Regions from separate parts of the Mus musculus genome. Here region 2 is linked to region 1. Evidence: chromatin contacts called from public HiChIP or PLAC-seq data. All regions are on one chromosome and are shown on one strand. Each heading gives the region's core, a stretch centred on a gene start, on an enhancer-like site or on the middle of the called end of the contact. The rest is flanking DNA. Distances are from core to core; before and after follow the strand shown. Region 1 has its middle 20 kb from the start of Gm32137. Region 2 has its middle 39 kb from the start of Gm32210.

The links. HiChIP or PLAC-seq counts read pairs in DNA pulled down with a chosen protein or histone mark.
Region 2: a contact with region 1 is called in a FOXA1 HiChIP or PLAC-seq map of pancreatic cancer cells. The contact joins two enhancer-like sites. A contact is called at or near these places in 2 of 484 Hi-C or Micro-C datasets (embryonic fibroblasts and tail fibroblasts) and 1 of 115 datasets of contacts at active chromatin or transcription factors (pancreatic cancer cells).

What each region holds. Positions count from the first base shown.
Region 1 is chr2:117,456,940-117,463,813 of GRCm38.p6, forward strand. No RefSeq gene overlaps it. Among named protein-coding and RNA genes, the nearest start is that of Gm32137, 20 kb to the left of the region's middle. Within about 2 kb of position 4,837, at least 22 of the 459 cell types and tissues checked have an H3K27ac peak or open chromatin away from gene starts, as enhancers often do. A contact at or near this core is called in embryonic fibroblasts and pancreatic cancer cells, where this site is marked.
Region 2 is chr2:117,662,756-117,670,090 of GRCm38.p6, forward strand. No RefSeq gene overlaps it. Among named protein-coding and RNA genes, the nearest start is that of Gm32210, 39 kb to the right of the region's middle. Within about 2 kb of position 5,601, at least 38 of the 459 cell types and tissues checked have an H3K27ac peak or open chromatin away from gene starts, as enhancers often do. A contact at or near this core is called in embryonic fibroblasts and pancreatic cancer cells, where this site is marked.

The DNA.
Region 1 (6,874 bases), core at 3,587-6,086:
AAACAGCTTCACCTCCATCTATTTTCCACCCAAACTGGATTGCATATTTGTAATTTTGTGAGTGAGTACTGGGCCTCGGGTGTGGTGTTCAAGCATTCATCTATGCTTTCCTTCAGAAGGCTGCAGTTACACTGGAGTTGGGCCTCCCAGGGCCAGTGTTGTTCTATAGCAGCTGTACCTGTGGGGACAGCTCTTCTTGAGCTGTGAACCTACCTTTCCTCTGCTGTCATTGGCTTAGACTAGGTCAGAAGCCCTAGACTAGTGGGTCTCAATTTTCCTAGTCCTGTGGCCCTTTAATCCACTCATGTCGTAGTGACTCCAACCATACAATTATTTTCTTTGGTACTTCATAACTGTTATAAATCTTAATGTAAATATTTTTGGAGACAGAGGTTTGCCAAAGGGGTCATGGCCCACAGGTTGAGGGCCAGTGCTCTAGACAATAGGAATATTGTCATGAAATGTCTGTGCCTTTAGTACATGGAGTACTCTGCAGGTTTTATCCAAAGTGTTTTCTTCAAATTTTTTCTATTTTAATGGGAGATATCAAATTCAGGGTTTTGTGCCTGGTCCCTAAGCACTCTCCCCTGAGCTTCATTCCTAGCTCTTGGGGTGTCCCTTCCATCTGTTGTAACACATACATTACTCCTAATAAAAATTCTTATGTATTAATTACTAAGTAAATATATTTTATCCTTATCATTTCTGCACATAAACTAAGAACATAGCTAAGAAAGAATTGGCTGAAAATGATTGGTTTAGTGATATGATTTTAATTATTTATTTATGTTTATATTTTTCTGTTTTTATTAATTACTATATTTTTAAATTTTTAATAATGTATATAATACATTCTAGTTGATTTCTCTGTGCCCCCTCTTATCTCCCACCCACCCTTGCCAGGCTCCCCTGTTCCCTAAAAATATTCTTTTCTCCACATTCACAACTTTTAAATTTTGTTCTGTGTCCTACAGTTTGTGCGTGGGTGTGATCATGGTGTTTATGTATGTATGTGTGGATATGTACATGTGGATATTCATATGTATGCATGTGGAGAATGGTGTATATGTGTGTATGTCTGTGTACATGTGAATGCACATCCACATGTGTTCATGAGGAGGCCAGAGGTCAACATCAGGCGTCTTCCTTGATCACTGTCCGTGAACATTGCTCTTGTGATCTGGCTACAGTGGCTAGTCCACAAACTCCAGACCCACCTTCTTCCTTCTCACTGGTGTCGGGGCTAGCAATGTGATACAGGTCCTGGTCTCTCTCTCTCTCTCTCTCTCTCTCTCTCTCTCTCTCTCTCTCTCTCTCTCTCTCTCTCTCTCACACACACACACACACACACACACACACCACACATGAGATAAGCCCAGCTGGCTTTGAATTTGCAATCCTCCTGCCCGACTCTCCAGGCTGCTTGGGTTGCTGCCTCTGGATCTGTGGAGGGTGGAGTGGAAGGCCTGATAACTCACCTGTCTAGGGTGAAACAGATGCATGATGTTAATCCAAGAGGAGAAAGAAATGAGCACTGGAGCTTGCAGGTAGCAACAGCAGTAGTCTAGTGTGGGTGTGTCCTTAAGACTACTCATTCAAAGCATCAGATTTTATAAGTGAGATACAGAGTGGTGACAGGATGTTCCCAGGAGTTCATAGTCCCCCAGGAGAGCACAAGTCCCCAGGAGCTCACAGGATTCCCAGGAAAGCACAGGCCACAGCAGCAAAGGGACCATTCACCCTGTGCTGTTTGCTCATTCCATCTCTCTGGTCGGTCTAAGCATAAACAATGCAGTTGTGCTCTAGGATTTGGAGCTTGATCGTAATCTCAGTAGTGTAGGTGGTTACCAGTGTTCTGTGTATTAGTAGTTTAGGTGGTTCTCAGTAGTGTAGGTGGTTACCAGTGTTCTGTGTATCAGTAGTGTAGGTGGTTCTCAGTAGTTTAGGTGGTTACTAGTGTTCTGTGTATCAGAGTTTAGGTGGTTCTCAGTAGTTTAGGTGGTTACCAATGTTCTGTGTGTCTAATAGGAGAACATGGAGACCCACAAGGAGAAACTTTATCCTATCAGTCACTTGACATGCATGTCATGGCTTTGAGACACACAGATATATTGAAGGCAAGCTGGTAGGAAGCAATAAAGGACTCAGGAAGGAGATGACAGGCAATGTGGAAGTTCCAAACTTTGGGTTCTTTCCCACACCCTTTTAGTTGTTAAAATTTTCATAGGTGTCTGCTGTCCAGTGTGATGGATTTTCTAATGACATTTTCAGCAACACATATCTCCTATTTGGCCGTATTCACCTCATCATCTTTTCCCACTTTTGCCCCTCCCTCCCTCTCCCTTCCCTCCTCTCGTCACCCCTTCTACTCTCATGTTAGGTGTAAGTGTTATAATCCAAGTTCTCGTATGAGAGAATGGATACACATCTGTCTTTCTGAGTCAAACTTAATTTGCTTACTGTAGTGATCTTCAGGTCCGTCCATTTTCTATGTAAATTATATACTTTTGTTCTTTATGGAAGAATAAAATCCCATTGTGTTCTTATAAAATAGTATGAGGAACTTAAAAGGGATACATTCTGAGTCCAAGGGTAGAGAGGTTCACTGCACAAACTTGGTGATGAATCCTTAGAGGGATGCCTTTCCTACTTTCTTTCTACACACTCTCTCCCCCTTCCTCCTTCCTTCCTCCTCCCTCCTTCATTCCCTCCCTCCCTTCCTCTCTCTCTCTCCCTTCTTCCTTCCTTCCTTCCTTCCTTCCTTCCTTCCTTCCTTCCTTCCATCCACTCTTCCTTCCTTCCTTCCTTCCTTCTCTGTCTGTCTGTCTGTCTGTCTGTCTGTCTGTCTGTCTGCAAGTACAAGCTATGAGTTACTCTGCTAGGTGCTGAGGTTCACTTGTGATCATGCCAGATGTGCGTGGAAGCAGACCTTCTTTCATTCTGATATTTTCCTTCTGTGAGAGAGACTTCCTGAACTCATAGTGTTTGGGGAGGGGACAGGAAGAGCGAACTCTCAAAGGAAGGTGCATGAGTACCCAGCAGAGGACAGAGGACAGAATCTGCAAACATTGATTATTGCAGAAAGATGCTTCACCACTGATTCATGGCTTGTGAGTTTCAAGTAAAACTTTTTGTGGTTTCTAAACCATTTTCTATCTCATTTTCAATTTTGAGCTAGCCTCCACCAGAGAACACTCTGACATCCAAACAAACAGAATAAATGATTAAACAGACTGTCAATGAGGCGAATATGTCCACTGACCCAAGTTAAAAGGTGACAGATTCCAATTATGCTTAAAACATTCCCCTGGCGCACTGAGCCAACACTGGTGCCTTTTGCTGATATAAATGATCAGAATTCTTCAAGCTTGATTGTAGCTCTACCACGTGGAAGTGGAATTAAATGTTAACTTTTAATACTATTTTATTTTTATTTGTGTGTGTGTGTGCATGTGTGTGAGCGCACACGCATGCATGTCAGTGCTCACAAAAGTCAGAATCAAATACCCTGGAGCCGGAGTGACAGGTGGTTGTGAGCCATTCACATGGATGCTGGGAACAAAATGCATGCAACTTCTCAGGATCAGTTGGCTCAGGATTGCAAAATTCATCAAAGGCAGGAAGGGGAGTTTCCTGATTCCTCATACCTTCATCATCTCTGCCTACATGTTATTCTCTTTTTCCTGTGATTGCATGTGTGTCCTGCATTCCCATCCTCCTTCTGGAGGTACTTGCTCTACTGACTCTCCTCTCCTTGGATACCTATGTCTTTCTCCATCTTTGCTCCTATTTTTCTTTGCTAAGACACAGAGCATCTCAGATTGTAGATTATATTTGCTCTGAGCTAGACTGCTTGTGGTCCTTGGATGACATTACTTCTGCTATGCCTGTGTCTATAATGGTTTGGAGGAAAGTGTCCTACTGGATCTTCCAAGTCTAGCCAACAGCAATAGTTGTGCTGAGAACATCTTCGAAGGTAAACTCTGGATGATACAGGTCTCAAGTCACAACAGCAACTCTCAATCACTCTGGAAGTGTTCATGAATGGCTTCCAACTGTTCCATCATCTCAGTACCAAGTGCCAGTAACTCTAGAAGAATAAAATCTGACAGAATCCCAACTTACCTCTTTAACCAATCAATCTTCATTCTGCTTGACTTCTGGAATGGAAGAGAAAGCTGAGAAGTTACATCATTTAATAAGGCATGAGTATAATCCACAGTTGGTCTGGGTGCCTTTTAAGCCAATGTACTTCTGTAAGTGTGTTATTTGGGTTTTGAGGGAGAGGTGTAGAGAAGAGAATTACATCATGGACTTACTTGGAAAAAGCCTTCACATTTTATTTAATAATGAGCCAGACTGTGAGGTCCCCAGATAAGCTGCTCATGGATATTAGAGTTATTTTGATTGACATAGAACCAGACATAAAACTGATGTAGGAATATCATAGTATAGATAAGTCAGTATGTACTGACTTAACCTGATTTAATAATTGAATCTAGAAACCTAACTCCATCATATAACCTGGCTATTCAGATACTTACCCAGTTATTGCACCCTGCCTCTGATCACTTACCACATTCCTCTGCCTGGTTTTGGTTCTCTCTTCTTGTTTTCTGGCTCACCCCTTTCTTCACTCCGTGTCCCTTACTCACTCACCAGAATCCATATCTCTTTTCTTAACCAAAATTCCCCTTTCCTATGGTATGGCTTCATGCCAGAAATAATAAAGATGGTGGAAAATTTCCTTGTGGTTAGAGGTAAAACCAACAGCGGAGGAAGCCTGTCCTCTACTCCCCTCCCCTGCCCACAACTCAGCCCAGCTATGCACTTTGGCTCAGAGTGGGGACTTCACAACTTGTGGTTAGAGGATCTGAGTGATTCTTGTTCACTTTGCTGCCCTAATGTGGGCTTGGATGCAGCTAACAAGTTTCTGGGGGTCCTAGAGGATGGGGAAAGCACTGGGCAAGCACAGGTCTTCCTTGGACATAGTGGTTGAATACCAAGAAGTGTCCACAAACTGTTTCCTCCAGTGGCTAGCCAGCAAACATGAGGACCCAATGGAACTAAGTTCTACATACCTTATGGGGCAATCTGGCCCTATTAAAATAGTGCTCTGTGGGTGTGGGTTTGTTCATTAGAGAATTTCCAGGACTCCTGAAATGCTTGTGGGTAACCTGGCATTTCCTCAATGACCTGGCTGCAGAGATCCCTAACTAGCTTCAGGGATCTTAGCCTCTGTGCTCGACAAAGGCATCTGTGTGAAAATCAGTCACAGGAAACACATGGAAATTCCGGAGCCTTGAGTTTTCTATTATGTACAAAACTACCAACTGTCAAATCTAGGGTATGGCCAAGAGCTCAAATGTCAATCAAGTAGGGATGAGTCTGCACCTCTTATTATCTCTGGCTCATTTTCAAAACCATCTTTCAGTTCTTTGTCTAGGGGGTGAGACTCCATGTTAGCATGCCTGTTGATATTGTTATTGTCCTGGTCTTGTTTAGGCAGCTGTTTCTAGGACACACATTGTTAAGGTAGACTTTCTAGCTTCCTGGGTCTTGCAGTCTTTCTGCCCAACTCTTTTCCTGATGTTCTCTGAACCTTCAATGCAGGAGTCGTGCTGAAGATATACCTTTTGGGGCTGGACTCCACACCACCCATTGATCACTACAGTGTGGCCAGTTGGTTTTCTGTAATGATCTCTATTTGCTGTAAAGACAAAAATGAAGGGATAAGAGTTGCACTTATTTGTGGGAATAAGGAGATGATCCAAGACGTAGTAAGGAATTAGGCTAATAGTAAAATGATTATAGGAGATTTTTCCTAAGATTCATGGCTTCACTAAACCCAGTAGTTGGCTCAGTTTCAGGTACCAAGCCTGACATCTCTCCTGTTGAGTGGGCTTTAAATTCACTTAGACAGCTGCGGGCTGCCAACGTAAGTGCTATTATTGCTCCTTTATTGATATCTTGCTCTGCAGCTCAGCACTATGGTTCATAGGTGTCACAGCCAGAGAGGACTTTTCATTGCTTCATTCCCTTGGCAACTTGCATAATACGTTCATTCTAGTACTATGGAAGCTAGACTTCAGAAAGAAGGATTTCAGGTTAGCTCCAGCTTAAATCATCCATGTCCTACATGTACAGTGTCTTCAGAGATAAGGATTTACCTTCATCTCTGAGAGGCAACCAAGGGCAAAACTAATGGCCTATATTGTCTTGGAAGTCACTTGAACCACCCCTAGCAACAATTTATGTATGCATTATATATATATATATATATATATATATATATATATGTGTGTGTGTGTGTGTGTGTGTGTGTGTTATATATAATTTTAGATAATTGTAAAATAATATCATCCCCCAGGCTTTATCAAGCAACCTTGGCGTCAATGTGTCTCTCCTTCCTTCCTCTGTATTGTCTTTCCTCCCCTCTCTCCTATTAAACCACCTCTCCATTTTCCCTTTCCTTCTTCGTATCACATGTATTCTGCTATTCCCTTCCCCATGTCACCTACTCACTCATAGTTTCTTGGTTTCTGCAATTATTGCACGTTATATACTCACACCTGAAGATCTGGAGCTAGGAATCACAGAAGAGAACAACATGTGGTGTTTGTCTTTCTGAGTCTGGGTAACCTTATTCAACATACTTTTTCCATCAATTTATCTGCAGAGAGGGAGAATTAGCCTCTCTAATGGGCAAGACCCATAATTGGTTATCCAACACACAGTATTCAACCCTGAAACCATTCTCAAGCAACAAAAATAAACTTAGCATCTTGTATTTACATATTTGTGAACACCCCTCCACACACACACACCAGTTTTCTATTGCTGTATTAAAATAGCATAACGAAGTCAACTTATG
Region 2 (7,335 bases), core at 4,351-6,850, 210 kb after region 1:
AGGTCAAGAATGTAACATCCATGTCATGTCTGACAGAAAGTATTCCATAACACTCTGCACTGTCCTCTTGTCCTCTGGCTCCCAGTAGTCTCTCTGTCCTCTCTTCTGTGGTGTTCTATGAATTATGGAGTGAGTGATATTCATCTTTCATGCATGGCTGATCCCTTAGCTCTCACTCAGGGCCAGCACTTTACACAGCTGTTGGCCTCTGTACTTATTACTCCCATCTAAAGTGTCTCAGGCAAGAGTCATCAGCATGCATCCAGCATTGCAGTCTCTTCCATGGCAAATGTTTGGCTCAATTAGAAGTGTTTTAAGTTTATATTCAAGATTTTAAAGACTTAGAACTCTTTCATTAAAAAATGCCCTCATTTCAGCCTATTTACAATCTATTATTATTCCCATTTTAAAATGAGAAAAATGTTCTGTTCAAAGGGTAACGAGTTGGATCCTCCAAGCCTGCAAATTTTCCCAGTTAGGAAATATTTCCATAGTTGGAATGGCTGTGTTACTTTGTATGGCTATACCAGTATGATTCTTTCTCTAAAATGGTCTAGCTTGAGGAACTATTTTTTGTGGTCAGCCCATTCAAGTGTATCAAGGTGAATGTGGAGTGCTACTAACAGCTACCACTGTCTAATAGCATGGTAAGTTGTACATTGGGTTATCAGGAATGAAGTTTTAGTTTCATGAAGAGTAGCAATTCCTTAAGTTAGGTAGGCACTTTGGAAATAAATGATATTTAACTTTCTCCACCTGCAGAACTGGAAGCTCCAGCTAAAGCTTTTTATCCTCCAACACATTAGAGTTGTCTGGTGAGCCTTTTCATTCGTTATTTTTAAATTACATCTCTCTCTCTCTCTCTCTCTCTCTCTCTCTCTCTCTCTCTCTCTCTCTCTCTCTCTCCTCTCCCCTCCTTCTTCCTCCCTCCTTCCCTCCCTCCCTCCCTCCCTCCCTCCCTCCCTCCCTCCTTCCTTTCTTCCTTCCTTCCTTCCTTCCTTCCTTCCTTCCTTCCTTCCTTCCTTCCTTCCTTCCTTCCTTCCTTCCTTTGTGTGTGTATATGTGTGTAGAGCTGAGAGGACATGCTGTGGGAGTTATCTCTCTCCATCTACAATTTGGGCTCCAGGAATCCAGTAGGTTGCTTAACCATGTTGCTGGCCCCAGATGAGTCTTGAACATTTAGGCTGCCCCAGTCTCACCTAGGAACAATGAATTAGACAAGAGGCTTGGGGATAGCTTTTCTACAATTTTTGTAGAGCTTCCGACAATGCAGCTAGAAGTGACAACTGGTAGAGAATGTCAACAAGACCACAGAAATAATGCTGTTGGATATTAGAGGATGCTAAAGGAGAGATAAGAGTTGGGGAAGATATTGTCAATGGAGTATTGAGAGATAGATTTTGGATAGTGCCCTGGATATAAATGATATAAATGATGTGGAAAATATTGGTGTGTATCTTCTATATTTTGACACTTAGTAATGCTTATCTTGACCTAAGGACATAATGTATTGCTTGAAAGAGTCTGCTTTATTGGACAGATCCAGTTTATTCTGTGGCTCCAATATTTGTCTCTTTGAAACCTTACTTACAGCTGTTGTGATTTCCTATTATATGTCACTGTGTATGTCCACATATACTCATGTTGGGGAATTATATAAAAGATCGCTCAAACATATTGTATAAAAGGGTTATACAGGAAATAAAATGTTTAACCACTCTAATCACATTTTGTAAATAACACTTTGTTATTTTATTCTCTTCACAATACACAAAAGATCTCGTTTTTCAGAGAAACACGGTGTCACAGCAAGGTCACGCAGGCAGCACAACCATACAACGAGCCGTTCCAGATCCTGAATTAGCAGCAAAAATTCCTAATTGCTTATTTAAGGTTCTGTGAGAAATCAAACATGGTAACAAAAGAGGCTCTCCATTTTTGCAATTAATAAGAGTATTTTTAGAGACCATTTCATGGTTATTTATTGTAGTGAGTCTTTATTTTCCTTTGAAATGCACTAAATCATGCCCTAATCTCTTTGCTATAATTTTTCCATGGAAAGAAAATAACATTTGAGTTGATGCAATTTCAGTATGTTGGGAGCTAAATCTCCTGTTTCAGGTGCCTGGGGATGCTGGCAACTGAGCCAGGGATTTGTTCTTTCCTGGGGCAAATCATGGCAGTTTAGAATCACCAAATTCCTTGCTGACAACTCCAAGTAATTCAAATTCTTTCCTTTAGTCCTTCTTTTCCTGTGCAAATAATATCTACTTGGTTTTAGGATCCTATTCTAAGTGGTCATTTCTCAAGTTTCCCTCTTCAAATTCCAATCTTAACTATAATTCTCCAGTCTCTCATCAGTTTTTGCTAGTTGACCCTTATTCTCTCTAGAAAGAGGTCATATATATGGAAAGGAAGGAAGAGCTTTTCAAGATGTCAATTCATAGCAACAGCCATTGGTATTGGAGAGAGAGGGGGTACATAACATCACAGGTAAAAGATGGTATCTCCTTCCTATGCTGAGGGTGGATGAAGGAAGGAAGTAAAAATAACGCTCAGCTGGGCATGGTGGCTCACGCCTTTAATCCCAGCACTTGGGAGGCAGAGGCAGGCAGATTTTTGAGTTCAAGGCCAGCCTGGTCTACAAAGTGATTCCAGGACAGCCAGGACTACACAGAGAAACCCTGTCTCGAAAAATCCCCCCCCCAAATATGACTCCGGGGCCCCCTTATTGCATGACATTGGATATTTGGGGATAGGGAAAGAGTAAGTTCAGGGCTGTTCCTTATACTCTCAATCTGGCTTCCTCACATACATGAAACCAAAGAAGGAGAAGGAGAAGGAGAAGGAAGGAGAAGGAGAAGGAGAAGGAGAAGGAGAAGGAGAAGGAGAAGGAGAAGGAGAAGGAGAAGGAGAAGGAGAAGGAGAAGGAGAAGGAGAAGGAGAAGGAGAAGGAGAAGGAGAAGGAGAAGGAGAAGAATAGAAGGAGGAGGAGGAGGAGGAGGAGGAGGAGAAAAAAAGCAGAAGAACTTGGTTTCCTCAGACTAGTAGACCATCAGAAATAACATATATTTATAAGCATAATCTTTAAAAGCTACCAGTCCTAGCCATGTTTCATCCAAGTATCAACCAGAGACCTTGTCAGATCAATAGAAATAAGTCCTTAGCCATGTGATTGCTTATATAATTCATTTAAAATCTCCACATGATAGAAGAAAGAAAAGAGTTCAAATGTGGCATCTTAATGAAATTAAACATAAAGTTGATTCAAAATAGTAAAAGTGAGTAGTGTAAGGATGGATATATGGATATACAGAGCTAAATCAGAAGAGAGCACTTGTAGAGTTGTCACATTTCCTGGGAGGAGCTTCCAAGTCTCACCTGGTGAGCCTCCTGAATGTGGAAGGTTGTCAGACAAGCTCCCTTTCACATACTGGGGATCCCTATGTTAACAGAAAACAAAGCTAGACTGGAGGTAGAAGTAGCAGAGGAAAGGTCCAGAAACGAAGGAAAGAGAAGGTTTCCTAGTGTGCTACATACCATCTGATGGAGAATTGTCACTCTTGTTTATGGTGTGCCTGGCTCTCATGGGATGCAATTGTGCTCCATTCATCTTTATGTTATATATAACGCAGTTCCCTTAGCTGATTGTAAGGAATGGATAAACGGAGTCGTTTGTGAAGGTGTTTACTGGCCTGGCCTCTCTGGCTGTGAAATCAGGGCTGTGTGTACCCTCTCATCTTTCACCCACTTCAAAGCTGAAACCAGTCCTTCAGAGTGTCTCACCTCTAGGTTCGAACCAAATGATGCTTGCCTTTGGTTTTTGGAGAAAAGACTGCAGTGGACAGTTAAACTGACTTAAATTTAGCAGCATTGGGCAAGAATAGCAATGTTCTAATCCTGTTTCCTCCTACGGAATGTGAGTTGTGGTCAGACTAATATGTTTTTGCCTCCTGTGACTTAGATCAAATTTCACAGGCCAGACAGGGCGTAGGGAGCCAGGCAGCAGCAGCAGCAGCCATTCTCCCTGGTAAACAGTGTCACACCTTCCTTGGATGCCTCAGGGCACCCTGTGTGCCCTGGCATTAAGACATAGCACCAGGGCCTTTCTGTTTCCCCTGCCTTCTTTCTCTGCCCAGTGTTCATGTGGAGCTTGGCTTCCTATTCTTAGCACTGGGTAAGGCAATGCTGTGCAGGTGTAAGAGATGCTCCAAGAGGCTGCTTCAGAAAAACACTCCCAGGAATTGGTTTGACTCAGAGTTTTAGACTTCACTTTCAGTAAGAAAACAAGGTCAGTGGCTCTGAAATGTCCACCAGAGGAGGCTGAATTGGCCTCGAAGTGTAATCGGACTTTGGGCAACTCTATTGCTACCAAGCTGACCAAAGATGTTAGAGAAGCAGAGTGTCTCTATATGCAGAAAGGAACAAGAAAAGCTGAGTTCCTTCAGGGGTTGCTGTGGAGAGACACCTGCTCAGACACCTACTGGGATTTAAGAGTTCGCTCCTCTTCCTACAGAAGCTCAAAAATCTTTGCCTACCTAGAAACAAAGGGGCTGTTTCACCCACCATACTTCAATAACTCTTGCTCATGGAGTCATGGAGTCAAAATCCAATCAGGAAAAAAAGGGAGATTTTTTTTTTAACTTTTAGAGGAATAAACTGATTTTTTTTATTCCTTCCTAGAGCCTAAAGCTTTCTCACAGCTTCAACTGTTATTTTACTCAAAGAATACTATCTATATAAAGCAATGACGAGATAATCAGACTGTTTCTAGAAACAGGAACTAGGACCCATACCTAAAGTCTTAGAGTTGGCTACCTGTTGTTGAGGTAAGCATCATGACTAAAAGCAGCTTGGTGAAGAACAGGTTTATTTCATCTCACACTTTTTAGTTTATCGTGAAAGATAGCCAGGGCAGGAAGTTGGGACAGGAGGGAACCTGGAGGCAGGAAACGGAAGCCAAAGCTATGGAAAAATGCCACTGGCTGACTTGCTCCTCCCAGCTTGCTCAGGTTGCTTTCTTATACACCCAGGACCACCACCTAGGGGGGATGGCATTGTCCACAGTGAGATGGGCACCTCCTCATTAATCAACAATTCAGAGAATGCCCCTCAGGCCGATCTGATGAGGACATTTTCTTTGTTGGGTTTCCTGTCTCAGACGACTCAAGCTTGTCAATAACAACAAGGACAAAAATACCTGACCAGTGAACCTAGAAAAGAGTATATGCTCATGGGGGTGATAAACAAGATAAATTAAGGAGGAGACAGATTTAACTGACACTTATTAATCTTGCCGGCCTGGATCATAAACCAAGCACAACAAGGCTTACACAATCAGTTGAGAGCGCTCCGAATTTCCTGTAGACTTGTCTTAATCCATGCTGGGAAAAATGGTATCCATCTAATAAAAATCATAGACTTTAGGCTTATAAAATATTAGCATCCTGTCAAAGGGTAGCTCTAGGAGAAAATAAGGAAACCACTGAAATCAATCTACTGCAGCCTGGTTAGTTGTTCCCACTAGCTAGCTAGACTGAGGTTCTTTGCCTGAGCTAGCTGGCCAGTAAGTTTGGGCCCCAGGGATCTCTTCACAGTGACTCACTGGCTTGCAGTAGCCAGACCAGCCCTTTTGTGGTTGCCAGGCTTTGGTGTGTCAGCTCTTGGTCTCTTTTCCCTCTCAGAAAAGATAAAAAGAGCAGACATCAGTATGAGAACTTGGGACTTGGATGAGGAATCATCCCTTAGAAATTATTATTAAAATTAAACAAAGGCATTAAAATCACTAATAAACAACTAAGCTAGAGGAGCGCATGATTGGAAGATGTTCTTAAGCACAGGAAAATGGGTCAACGAAGACTGGAGCTCCATTTCCATAAGACCTAAATAGCACTGTGATATTTACAGGAACCTTTATTTTGATTGGTTTAAATGAGATGTATTTTTAGTAGTTTCAGAAATTAGTAAACAAGAAGATCAAATCAAATAGTTGAAATTTATATGAGATTTTTTCCTAGTAGAGGGAATTGAGCTTTTAGGAATACTGCATCAGAATTGGGAAGGTTTCCATCTTATACTATTACGTTGTAAGATATTGCATTTCTTCCTAGAAGAACTCAGCTAGCTTCTCCTTTGGGGACAGTTAGATGCTATAAGCAGCCAATCTGTACAATGAGCCATACAGAAGCACATGAAGTGGTGTCTCTTCCCCAAGAACTCATCAGAGAGACAGACAGGAGCAGAAATGGGAGAAAGACACTTCAACATCAACAAGGCCAGGGCAGGGGTGAGAAAAGAGACTGTTGAGCCTTGCGTCTAAAACTGACTTGCTGAACATTAGAATTTTCTAATGACCATTCCACCAAATGTACTTTCCTTTAAACTTTAGATATTTTTATTATCTTCCTGCCTTCCAATTTAGGGATGCTTCAATTGTCTTTGTTCTAGATCTGTGCTATAGTGGGTATGGAAGAATAGAGAAGGGAAAGAAAATTGAAGGCATGTGGAGACATTCATGAATCTAAGTATAGAATTAATTAATTGTCACCAATAAGTTTAATAAGTTGTTTGAAAGAAAACATATTTATGAAGATTTTATGATTATGTACATGACTTATTGAAATATACTCTTTATAATTTGAACATAGGTTTACCTGTAAATACAGATAGATTCAGAAGACTGTGGGCCAAATGAAGTCAGTTACAGTTCTCTGGGAACAGTTGGTAGCCGCTGGTGTGAAAACATTGACAAATCCATTTTCTCTATCTATAGACTGTTGGCCAACAAGGGCATGCAAAAGTGGAGGAGCAATGGATAAAGGACAGTTATGGGGAAAGTGAATCTGAGAGGCAATTTCTAGTAGGCACTGTTGACTCTGATCTTCAATTAGAAAGCAGTAGGAAGTCAGAGACAGTAGACTACTTTCAAACTCACAAGCTACATTCCCACAGTTTCATAGACTCCAATAAAGGATATGAGACTTCTCTCTGGTTCATTGACAAAGGAATTTAACACACATGCACACTCCCACACACATAGACATACACACATGCACATATGCACACATGCATGTGCACTCCAGTATCTGGAGCTGCAATGCCAGCATCTCCTGTCTCAGTTCACCAAGAGTGACACACAGACAGCTAGTATGGCTTCCCACACAGTGCTGGGTTATGGACGAGGCATCGTGAGCTGAGCAACTCGTGTTATTTTTTTCAATAGACAGTAAACCTACCTTTCTATTTGCTGAAATAAGACATTACCTAGTTGTGACATAATCTTTGAAAAGTCTGTCATTGTCTTCGCATGGAGAATATTCAGAAACCTGACAGAGC